2 separate regions of the Mus musculus genome follow, and region 1 is linked to region 2. Evidence: chromatin contacts called from public promoter capture Hi-C data. All regions are on one chromosome and are shown on one strand. The core of a region is the stretch at or near the end of the contact, and the rest is flanking DNA. Distances in the headings are between cores, read along the strand shown. Region 1 overlaps Gm36359 (a long non-coding RNA gene). Region 2 holds the start of Glis2 (GLIS family zinc finger 2).

What was found. Promoter capture Hi-C pulls out the DNA fragments that hold promoters and counts their contacts.
Region 1: a contact with region 2 is called in a promoter capture Hi-C map of cranial neural crest. The contact joins the enhancer-like site here to the promoter of Glis2 in region 2. A contact is called at or near these places in 9 of 39 promoter capture datasets (the 3T3-L1 cell line, the C10 cell line, cranial neural crest and 4 more) and 4 of 115 datasets of contacts at active chromatin or transcription factors (bone marrow-derived macrophages, craniofacial prominence and embryonic stem cells).

What each region holds. Positions count from the first base shown.
Region 1 is chr16:4,270,741-4,276,639 of GRCm38.p6, forward strand. It overlaps Gm36359 (a long non-coding RNA gene), which reads right to left. Exons shown (of 4, transcript XR_875865.2): 2 at 3,097-3,374. Among named protein-coding and RNA genes, the nearest start is that of Gm36359, 11 kb to the right of the region's middle. Within about 2 kb of position 3,326, at least 85 of the 459 cell types and tissues checked have an H3K27ac peak or open chromatin away from gene starts, as enhancers often do. A contact at or near this core is called in bone marrow-derived macrophages, where this site is marked.
Region 2 is chr16:4,591,324-4,597,366 of GRCm38.p6, forward strand. It overlaps Glis2 (GLIS family zinc finger 2), which reads left to right and starts at 3,390. Exons shown (of 7, transcript NM_031184.3): 1 at 3,390-3,612. D330022H12Rik (a long non-coding RNA gene) reads right to left here and starts at 2,932. Exons shown (of 2, transcript XR_875867.3): 1 at 2,109-2,932; 2 at 1-1,394.

The DNA of each region.
Region 1 (5,899 bases), core at 2,076-4,575, 320 kb before region 2:
GCACTGTTCACTTTAAAAAGAGCCACTTTGGGTTTTGGGGATGGCTTAGAGGGCAAAGGCACTTGCCACCCAAGCCTTATGTCCTAAGTTCAGTCCCTGGGACACACACACACACACACACACACACACACATTCGTACAAGAACATGCATTCACAAATATACAAAGAGATTAACCTAATATTTTCTAAAAAGACATTTTATGAACTACAGGCTTCAGCTTTATTAATCCTGGAGCAGAGAGACAAGAACATGCAGCTCTGCCCAGGCTTCACTGAGAATACTTTTGTTCAGCATTAAGCTTTAGTATGTGAGCCAGCCACGTACACTGAGCAGTGTGAGGAATTTAAGCCACAGGCTTATTCTTGGCTTACTTCCAAGAAACCACAGCAGTTGGGAATATCTGTGTCCAGAGGCAGTCCTGCAGGAGCTCTTCCTGAGACATGGGATGTGGGATTCTCATGTGGAGGAAACAAAGGGCCCCAGCTCTGTTCCCTACCCTGGGGCACAGGCAGGGAAGAACTCTTGGTCTGACTGTACACTGGCCTTGGCTCCCCTTTATTGGCCTTTCTGTATAGGACACTTTGCAGGCTAGCAAATTTAAGAGCTTTTTGTTCCTTTTGGTTTTCTGGACTGGGTTTTGCTCTGCAGATCAGGTGAATCTTTCTTTTCCTCCCAAAATAGATTTTCTTTGTGTAGTCCTGGCTGTCCTGGAACTTGCTCTGTAGACCAGGCTGGCTTCAAACTCACAGATATCCTCCTGCCTCTGCCTCTGGAGTGCTAGGATTACAGGCATGTGGCACCATCGCCTGGCATCAGGCTAATCTTAAAAGCACCATGAAGCTCAGCCTTGAGCTCCACCTGCTGCTACCGCCCAAGTGCTGGTGTTACAGGTGCTCATCATCATGCCTGGCTCAGCTTTGTATCTGTTGTCTTGAGCTCAATGTGGGTTCTGGCCAGAAGGTGACACACAAACTCTCTTTGCTGTCTCTGGTTTCCCCACACCTCTGTCAGAGGTACAGCCACATTTTTCAGAGACAAGGACCATAAGGTCACCTGCTTCCCATGTTGTCTGCACTGGCGACAGCTCCTGCACAGCTGTAAGATGGCTGCCCACCCTCCCCAGGGGACCATGTTCTATGGCCCACCTTGCCTTCTTGAGGGCACGACTCTCTCCTTCCCTCCCTCCCTCCCTTTATCCGTCCATCCATCCAGTGTGGATGGTAAAATTGCACATGATGTCTCAGAACACAGTTATAACAGACTCTGGAACATTTCAGAACTGCTGCTGTAGTGAAGAGCCTGCTTCCAAAGCTGACCCTTGGGCTGGCATTTAGGATTCTCCTGATGAGACTTCAGTCCAGTAAGTCTCTTTGCACCAGGTTGGCTGTCCTAGTTAGGATTTCTATTGTTGCACTGAAACACCATGACTGAAAAAAAAGCCGGGAGGAAGGCGTTTATTTGCCTTACACTTCCACATCACTGTTCATCATCGAAGGAAGTCAGGACAGGAACTCAAGTGACAGGAACCTAGAGGCAGAAGCTGATGCAAAGGATGGAGGGATGTTGCTTACTGCTTTGTTCCTCATGGCTTACTCAAATTGCTTTCTTGTCAAACCCAGGACCACCAGCCCAGGGACAGCACCACCCATAATCACTGTGGTGGTTTGAATGCTTGGACCAGGGAGTGGCACTACTGGGAGGTGTGGCCTTGTTGGAGGAAGTTCATCACTGTAGGGGTGGTGCTCTCTGCAAGCTCTCTGCAGGGTGGAAGAGTGTTCCCCCTTCTGGCTACCTACAGAAGACAGTCTCCTTCTGGCTGCCTTCAGATCAAGATGTAGAACTCTCAGGTCCATGCACCACGCCTGCCTGGACGATGCCACGCTTCCTGCCTTGATAATGGACTGAACCTCTAAACCTGCAAGCCAGTCCCAATGAAATGTTTGCCTATATAAGAGTTGCCTTGATCATGGTGTCTGTTCACAGCAATAAAACCCAAACTAAGTCAATCTTTAATTAAGAAATTACAGGCTTACTACAATGAGATTTTATGAAGACTTTTTTTTTTAAATTGAGGTTCCCTCCTCTGAGATGACTTTAGCTGTGTTAATTTGACATAACACTATCCAGCACAGCTCCAAACATTTATCTCTAGACACATTCCAGGCCTGGGGTACCCTGGCTCTGCTCTTTGCATGGAACAAGACCCTCTGCCTTCCCAGAAAATTCATAAGGCTTTGAATCTTGTTGGGATGGTGGTTCTGGCCTCTTTGGGTCACCTAGGCCTCTGGCTAAAGAGGCCAGCAGCCTTCCTCTGGGATAGCCTTACAGCCATTGCTGGCTCCCCTGCAGGACTGCCTGTCTCCTCAGGGCTCACATGCTGGTATTTAACCTATCCCAACCTCCTTCCCAACCCCATAAAAACATTCTTGGGAGAAGGACCCTCAACTCTTATTTCCTAAATCACTTTAGGTCCTTTGTTCCTCGTTTAAGAAATCCAAAAGGTTCCACCTGTACCCAGCATGTTCTGGGTTGCCTTGCCGACTGTGGATGGACTGGGTCAGACCCCAGCACGCCATAGGATTAGCTTAACCTCTGCCTGGGTGTTGGGCTGTGTGCTCGGACTGTACCATTTCAGTGCTGGAGAACTTGCTTAGCATCAGGAGGCCCTGGGATCTATCCCAAGCACCACAGACTCAGAAGATAAATAATGGCACGGAGCAGCCTGCTCCTTGAGCTGGGGGTAAAGCTCTGGACTGCAGAGTGAGTGGAGGAGACACCTGAGGCCGGAGTTGTATTCAGAAGATGCAGACTAGAGGATGTATTTGCAAATTAGCTTCCATGTACACAGGAGTCGAGAGGCTGCCTTCTTGCTTCCCTTCCTCCCTCCAGTCTTCATTTCCTGCATGTTTTTCTTCCCTTTTTTGGACAGGGTCTCATCCTGTGGCCCAGGCTATTATCAAACTTGAAGGTTCTTCTGTCTCAGCTTCCTCAGGCGAGTACCACAGGCCTCAAGCCTCCATTCCCTCTTCCCCTCTCCTCCCTCCCTCCCCCTCCCTTCCTCCTCCTTCCCTCTCTGTAGTAAAATGAAGGGTCACCTCTATCTGGAAATGAGGGACAGCAGCTGAAGTGGACCTCTTTTGCTGGTCCCACCCTCTGTGTGACAAGCAAGCTGAGTGGCTTTATCACCCTCGGAAAGTCTTCACTGTCCCATCACCAGGGCTGACAGATTCTGTGAGGAGAAACACTTGGTCCATCCAGAGGAGAGGAAGCTCAAGTTGCCATGATTCATCGGCTTCAGAGCCAAGAGTTTTCGACATGATCAGAATTGTCTTTGGGGCCGGCCTGTGCTGGGTATGCGGAGGCCAAGGAGTTACTGGCAGAGAAACAAGAGCAAAATTAGCTAGTGTACTTTCAGTCTCTGGCTGCCTGCCAACATTTCCTTCCAATGTGAGTGTTCTTAGTTTCCTTCTGGAAGTTTTTGTCAGGTTTATTGCAAACGTAAGGGTGGTGAGTAGAGAGAAGCAAAGGGAGAGTTGCTGAGCTGGAAGGGACCCCTTTTAAACCAGCGCCCCAGAGCACCCCAGTGTGTGCGCTTTTCTGTAGAGACACCAGACTCCCTTTGTGCAAAACTGAATCCACGTCAGAGACAGCCATACTTTATGACCCAGCTGGGTCTCAATGCATGAGTGTTTATATGTGTGTTTAATAGGTCGGTGTATGTCCGATACATGTCAAGACCATTGAAAGCCACCAGTGGAAACATACGCAAGACAGATGGATGTCAAATTCACCAGACAATGAACACTCTAATGGATTTCATCAACATCCAATTTTGTAAAACTGTAAACTTTTGAAAACCATGAAATTAAAACAAATGCCTCACAATAGCATAAAAAAGCAACAAATTTGGTTGGGGGAAGAAGCTTCCTAGCAAAAATGATTCAGTAAATTTAAACCTGTATATGTATATGTATATGTATATGTATATGTATATGTATATGTATATGTATATGTATATGTATATAGATAACTTCCTGGATTTTGATGCTTACTCTCAAATCCCTCCCAGCTTTAAGAATTTATTAAATAAGACCTCTTCTTTTCTTTTTTTTATCTTAAATATTTATTTATTTAATGTGTGCAAGTACACTGTAGCTGTCTTCAGACACACCAGAAGAGGGCATCAATCCCATTACAGATGGTTGTGGGCCACATGTGGTTGCTGGGAATTGAATTCAGGAAAAGCAGCCAGTGCTCTTAACCACTGAGCCATCTCTCCAGCCCTCCTATTTTCAGAAAGGGCATTATGGCCCTGATCTACTGGCTGCCAGTTGACATATCTCCAGATGAGAAGAGACAGGGTGCTGCTGCTAGTTTCCAGTTACACAGGGAGGGGTCACCAGGTTGAAAAGTGACCCCTCCCACCGACAGGATACTATTTAAGGAGCAGATGTGGGGATGGGGTTGTGACTCAGTTAGTAGAGTGTCTAGCATGCAAGAAGGCTAGGGTTTGATCTCCAGCACTGCATAAATCAGGCATTGTGTGTGGCCCATGGATGGAGTCCCATCGAGAGGGCAGGAGGTGAAGAACATCCTTGGTTATATAGTAAGTCAGAATAGCTTAGAATGCGGTGAGAGAGGAAGGGAGGGAGAGGGGCGCGTGCAATTCTCCCTGATGGATAAACACATAGCCTCTTCCCCACTGAGCTAGAGCTTCCTGATTTACTCTTTTCTTTCTTCTTTTGCTTTTGCTTTATGAATCAGGGTTTTCTCTGTGTAGCCTTGGCTGTCATGGAACTATGTAGCCAAGCTGGCTTTGAGCTCAGATATCTACCCCACTCTGTCTCCCAAATGCCACCACTGCAAGACCACTCTTTTCTTTTTAAGAAAAGATTTATTTTTAATTATCTATACTACTTGTATAAGGGTATGTACATGTCAGTGCTGGAACCTTTGGCAGCCAGAGGTGTTGAGCATCCCTAGAGTGAGAGTTACAGGCATTACCTTGCGTGGGTCTTGGGAACTGAACTTGGGTCCTCTGGAAGTGAAGTATTCTTTTTTTAACTGCTGGGAGATCTTTCCAGTTTAGTTGAGTCTAGTCTAGTCTAGTCTGTTATTAAGGTAGGGTTTTTGTTGTTGGTTGTTGTTGTTGTTTTTGTCTTGTTTTGTTTTAATATTATGTTGCCCTTGGCTGGTTTAGAACCCAGGCTGGCCTTGAATTTATAGCAATCCTCCTGCCTCAGTCTCCCGAGCGCTGTGATTACAGAAAAATTTTTAACATGCCCAACTGGATTGTTTTCTTTCTAACTAGTTGTGCTAAGTTAGAACAGAATGGATAGAATGACAAATAAAACCGCCAGCTTTCTCCCAGAGAGGGTCTCTCTTTGCATTGCATTTGCTTACCATCGGTTCACACCTATGCTCAGTATTAAAAGCTACTTACCAGTCTGGGAACCTAACCTTGTTGCACCATGGAAAATAGTCTGACTCTTGGGCACCAAAGGTTGGTGACTCATTTTCAGGGTTTTCTTAAGAACTAGGGAACTGACTGTCACACTTGTATGTGAAGGGATTGGGAAACCCAGCCAGTGACTAAATACTTACATTGAATCAGTACTATTTTCGAAGCATTTTAAAATCCTGGACAAAATGAACCCTTTTCCTATTCCTGCTCAAAGTAGTCCCAAGCAAATAAGCCTCGGCTGACTCCTGTCTGCCCATGGTGTTAAGCAAGCTCCAGAGAAGCCAACTGAGCCCACACAGGCTGTGTCTTCTTCCTGGCTCTGCCTCTCTTCAGTTTATACAGCTTCCTGCTGAGAGAAAGGCCTCTGAAACTCACTCCTGCAGAGAGAACGTTGACTCTGAAAACTGGGAACCAGCTATGGATTCTGGACAATC
Region 2 (6,043 bases), core at 2,140-4,639:
ATCCTACCTTGGGGGCTTACCATCTTCTAGAGAAAACACTCCTCCTTCCACGTCCTTGGCACAAGAGGAAGGATGCCTCTTTAGAGAAGGGCTCTGAGAGAGGAGAGGGCCACTACCGAGACACTAAGATCAGAGAGGATCTTTACTCATTGTTTATCATGAAGAACTCCAAAAAAAATGTCCTGACCCCTATAGTTCCTTCCCTACCTTTCCCAGTATCTGATGTCCTAGGGAGGCAGTGGGTTTCAAGTACATACTTTGGAATCAAACCACTGAGACTGCAACCTGAACTATGCCTACTAACTTTTTTTTGTTTTTAATTTTTTTGGTTTTTCGAGACAGGGTTTCTCTGTATAGTTCTGGCTGTCCTGGAACTCACTCTGAAGACCAGGCTGGCCTCGAACTCAGAAATCCGCCTGCCTCTGTCTCCCGAGTGCTGGGATTAAAGGCGTGTGCCACCATGCCTGGCTGCCTCCTACTAATTTATAAAACCTCGTTATCAATGAAGGTTGAGGTGGAGTGGGGGAGGGGGGAAGTTGAGGTGGGGGTGGGGCACACCTTTAACCCCAACACTAGTGAAGCAGTGGCAGGCCCATCTTTGAGGCCAGCTACACAGAGACCCTATGTTGAAAAACAAAACAAGCAACCACAACAAAACCACTGACTATGTCAATGTCCCTTTGCCTCAGTTTCCACTTTTGTAAAATGGGAATAATGGGAGTTACTCTTGAAGTTGTTGGGAATACAGTGAAAAATGTAGAGAGAAAATAGTACAGAGAGAGAAGTGGTCTCCTTGAGGATGGGTATTTAGGATAGAATCTTGTATCCCCAGCCAGCTTTAAAATCCAGACACTCCTAGCTCAGCCCACTGAGGACCAGCTGCCTGGATTGAGGCCTGAGTTACTTCTACACCTAATTTAGCAGTCTGTCTTCACTCCTTTTTATTTACGTATTTATTTAGTTTTTTTTTTTTCTGACACAGGCTCACTCTATGTGGCCCTGATTGTCTTGGGACTTGTTATGTAAACCAGGCTGGCTTTGAACACATTATTTTTAAATGCTGATAAAGATCTCACTTTATACATAGCCCAGGTGGCCCTGGAATTCACTATGTAATTCAGGCCAACCTCCAACTTGTGGTGGTCCTCCCAAGTGCTGGGATTTCAGGCTTCTGTGTTTAATCTTGTTGGTTTTGCAGAAAACATCCAAATTTTGTTTACTTTTTTCTCTCTCAGTAGTTACGAGGACACCAGCTAGGTTGTGAAACTGGACCAGGCTTGACATCTAAGGGACCACTTGCCTAGTTTATAGTAAGTGTACCTCCATGTTCCCAGATTGCAGTGAGGAGGGGTCATGCCTCACCACCCAGCCTTGGATTCCAGTCTGAATTCTCCCTGGGAACAAAACAAAGAAAAACACTCTGAAGTTTCTTAGGCTCAAGCATTCCTCAACTGAGGTTGTTGGCCTTTTGTCGCTAAAATGGCACAGCACCTGGTGTCCCCCAATGATACTTTTTTCCCCCGTTATCAGGGACTGAACCTAGGAACACGTGCTGAACTACTTTAGCTCCTGAATAAGCTTTTTTTTTTCCTTTTTCTAAACAGATTTATACTAACTAGTACACCAGTTTCACACTACCGATGTGCCTCAGTTCCTGTAGTCAGCTTAGGTGAGATACTGCACTAGGGCTGGGTTAACAGAATAACAGAATAACTAAATTGCAGATTCAAGATGCCGGGAGAGGGCGCTTTGCAGTCCCTCGCCTCAGACTCTAGTGATGTTCGGCGGCCCTTTAACAGCCTCTTCCTGGAAGCAAGCTTTAGGTCCCAGAGCTGGCCTTCTCCGGGTCCATCTGCCAGCTAATATTTAACCCGGCAGCACTGCGACATTATCCACACAGGGGAAATGGGGGTGGGGGGGCATTATCCCCGCCTTACTCCTGGTGAACCGACCTCTTCCTAAATCCCTTTCATGTATTAAAAGATCATAAGAATCTAATATGTGTCTTCGTTCAAACCGAAGCACCCATCATGACTACATAATCAGTTAAGAGCACTGACTACGTATCCATTTGATCACCACATCAGGAGCACCAATTATGTGCCTACCTTCGCACCAGACCAGGAGCGTGTGCCAAGAGCAGTGCCTGGGAATGGGGATGCCCCATGATCAAGATTCATGTCTTGATGTGGCTCTGGCGCAGACCGAGGCATCAAATGCCCGAATAACAGATTTCCAACCCGGAGTCAGTACTTCACCTACTGGTGATGCTGACTTTGAAGTGCCTTTTCGTTTCCTGAGTTCAAGTCCAACTTCGGATCAGGAGGGCTGTCTTTTTGAACTGAGATTTGTCACCAGACAGGTAAAAAGATATTAGGCGTGGACTCAAGACTCGCCCAAAGAAAACACTAAAGAACGCCAAGTCTGAGCTTCCCAGGAAAAGGTGGGAAACAGCTTGGCTGCGGTGTGCAAGCGTTACTGACTTACATCCACTTTTCAGTGACCAACTCATTGAACTTACTGACGCCAAGTGCGATGACCCCGGCGGCGCTCAGATTAGGGGACCCAGGTTGTCCAGGCGGATGTCACCAAGATAACGGAATCCTGGATTGGTTGTGCCAGGCCTTGTGCTTATTTCACCAGGAGGGCAACTGAGGCTGAAGACAAGGCAAAGCTGGAAGAGAGAAGCGTGGCCTCGAACCTGTCGGAATTGAAAGGCCTTTGCCTGCGCGGTCCTGGATCTGGACTGGGCGGGGAAATCAGGGCCTTCCAAGAGGCATTTCTATCACCTCCGCGGCAGCCAAGGGCCGCGGGGGCCCTGGCCAAGGTGACCCCGCAGGGGGAGGCGAGGGTCCCCGCCCCTCGCCCGCTGCGGCCGCCTCCATCTTCCCGGTCCTTGGGGCTTTTCCTCCTGGCCGGTTCGCCCGCCCCTCTCCCAGGCTTCCCCCAGGGGCGGGATATCTCGCCCTGCCCCCCGCCCCCCAGGCCTTGTCCTAGCGCTGCCCTCGGGCTGGGGGCGGGACCGCGGCAGGCGGGGATGGGGGGGGGGGGAGTCGAGGAGGACGCGCGTCTCTGCCGTGGCGGGGCTCCCTCCTTCGCTCCCCCTTCCCTCCGGTGCCCGCTCCTGCGGCCGTCCGCTCTCCTCCCCTCCCCGGGCCCAGCCTCCCCCCACCCCCACCCTCCACCCCCCGCGCACGCTCCGTCTGGCAGCTGGCGCTCCGGGCCTGGGGCCGCAGTAGTGAGAGGGGTTTGTAGGGAGGGCGGGAGCGAGCGAGCGAGCCGCGAGGGAGGGAGGGAGGGAGGCCGCCCCCCGCGCCCCTCCTCTTCGCCCTCCTCCAAGGCCGCCAGTCCCTCCTCCCACCCCCTCCCTCCTCTCCTCTCCTCCCTCCCTTGCAAAGACATCCCCGCACAGCCCGGCCGCCGCGGCCACCTTCCCTGCCCCGAGCTGCAGATGTGGCGGAGCGGCCGGGTGCCGCGCGGCGCCAGGGGAGCCCGTGCCCCGTAAGCCTCGCGCCCCGGCCCCCGCCCGCCCCGGCCCTCCCCCTCGCCCGCTCCCCGCTGCCCCAGGACCGCCGGAACCCGCAGCCGGAGCCAGTCAGCCCGGCAGCCGAGGTAGGAAGCCCCCGGGCGTCGCGCCGGGAGGACGCGGGCTGGGCCAGGGACTTGCCTGGTGCGCGGGGCAGCGTAACCAGAGGGTCGCCTCCCCCTCCCGCGTCCGCGCCTTGCTCCGGGCCATTGTGAGCCCTCGCTGAGGCCCCTGCGCTCGTTGGTTTTGCGCTCTCCCTTTCTCGCCGGCTCCCTGGCTGGGTCCTTCGATTTCACCGTCTTTTTTCTCTTTCCTTCCCTCCTTCTGTTTGGGGGCCGAGCTGAACTGTGGCCCGGCCCGGGGCGGGCGCAAACTTCACTGGGGAAGTTGGGCGTCTTCAGTAGGGGTGCTCTGCGAGGTGAGAGGGGGCCACCCGAAGCCTGGGCATGAAGTTGTATGGGGCATCTGGCAGCCACCTTTGCTCACCGGTGAGCTCGGGTTATTTGGAAGGTACCCTCCCTTTCTGGGTAAAGTCCTGCTCTCACTACCCTTAACAAGCCTTGGGGGAGGCAGAGAGGGGGGCGTCCCTTGATTCAGCACTAGGAGTTGGAATATTGTGTAGCCTTTGGTCCACTCCTGAAGGGTGGATGGAAGCAGGTGAGGGACCTGGCTGGATGGAGAGGGTGAGTGATTGCATCCTCAGGATGGGTCTGGAAAAGAGGTGACGAGGCAGGTGCATCCCCCTCCTACCAGGATGATGCTTGCACCTCCCCGCAGGCCCCCTAGGATGGGGCTGGAATCCAGGCTGGCACCTGGACGCCTTGGCACACTGCCCTACCCAGTGGGATACTCAGGCCACAGCAGGGCAGCATGCTGCCTGTCTGCCTACCCAGGAGGGCCCGCCCAGCCCAGCCAGAGGGTGGCGGGGAAGCACTGGTTGCAGGGAGTTGCCCAGCCCTGCCCTGGGGCCTGGGAAGCTGGAAGGGATGCTGGGAGGAGCCCTGGGCCCCCAGCCATCAGGGCCCAAGATCTTGGCTCTAGAGGGAATGCTTGACACCAAGGGGGCAGTCAGGCTAGCCAGTGGCCCTACCAAGACTTGAGCTCCCATGGGTCTGGCCAGGGCTAGGGCCTGCGTCTTGGGCTTCGGTGGCAGGCACCCTGCACGGCTGTCTCCCTGTTGTCCTGGCACCCAGGAAGGAAGGTGGGGTTGAGCCATGGCTAGGGAGACAACTGCTATCTTAGCTAGCTTTCTGAAGCCCCTAGGCTCAGGGAATGTAAAACTGTCCCCTTCAGTGTGCCCAGCTCTCCCCAGGCCCTGCTCTGGTGGCACAGTACCACAGCTGTCCCAGCCCCAGCCCACACATCCCTCTCTAGTGACCTCAGAGCCCTCTCTCTCTTTTCTTCCCTCTGGGCTCAGGCTGGGCCTCTCAGCTGGCCCTGGCTTGCACTGGGGGAGGGGTCTCCTAAGACACCCTTTGCTGAACTGCCGTCTAGCTCATTTCAGGATCCAGTCCCAGTGTAATATGTCCCTGTCTGCCATCAGTCAAGCAGGAGGCAGTGCCAGGCTGTGGTTTTGTGGGGTGGGGAACCCTTGGAAGTAGCCCTGTGTCTTTAGCCTTTCCCCCCTCCCCCTTCTTTCCGGAGCTACCATTAGTGCTGACCCCCTGACCCCCTATGCCTGCCTGTCCTTCCCTGTCTGTGACCCCTGACCTTTGGTGTTAAATCCCTCCAGCTGGGTCTCTCCAGCCTCAGAGTGACCCTAGCCCAGGCCCCCTGGGGCAATCTGGCTCTTGGCTCTCTATGCGGGGACACCTGCCAGCCCTCCCTCCTAGATTGGGGGTGGGTGGGAAGCCAGACAATGAGTCACCCCACTTCCAGGCACTGCTGCTTTGGGGGTCACTGGCCGTTAAGGGACTTGCTGGATCCAGGACACAATTTGTGTGTAGGGCATATGGGGGAAAGCTCTTGGCCAAGAAACCCTTTTTTTGTGTCTTGGGTTCAAATCTTGGCACAACCATCAGCATTTGAGTGTTGCTTGGCCTGACTCTTCCCCTGTCCAGGCCTCAGTTTCCTCATCTGTAAAACTTAGGGTCAGGCAAGGTGAGATAGCTGAGTCCTAAGATGAGGCTGGCCTGTGGGTGGGGGCAGGGAGAAAGGATATGTCCAACAAAAGCCAACTCTCAATTATCCGTGGGTGGAGCCAGCATGAATAACTGGATGCCACAGACATCCCAAAACCTCATTTTAAACAATAGTGGAAACCTCTTTCCGCAAAGCTTTTGTTTCTGAAAAACTCAGCTGCAAAAGGGTACTTGTAGTCATTTCTTCTTTAGCCCTCTTTGCTTAGTGTGAGTGTGAGTGAGGGGCTAGAGGGCAAATTGGACACAAGACAGACAAAAGTCTGCCAGGGCCACTTCTCAGGACCCGGAGGGAAGCTGGACCTCACCTCTGCATCTCAGGCTGTCTTCCAAGGCTGGTTCAGCCTTGGCCCTGTGTAGTGGGAGGGTGCACTGGCCA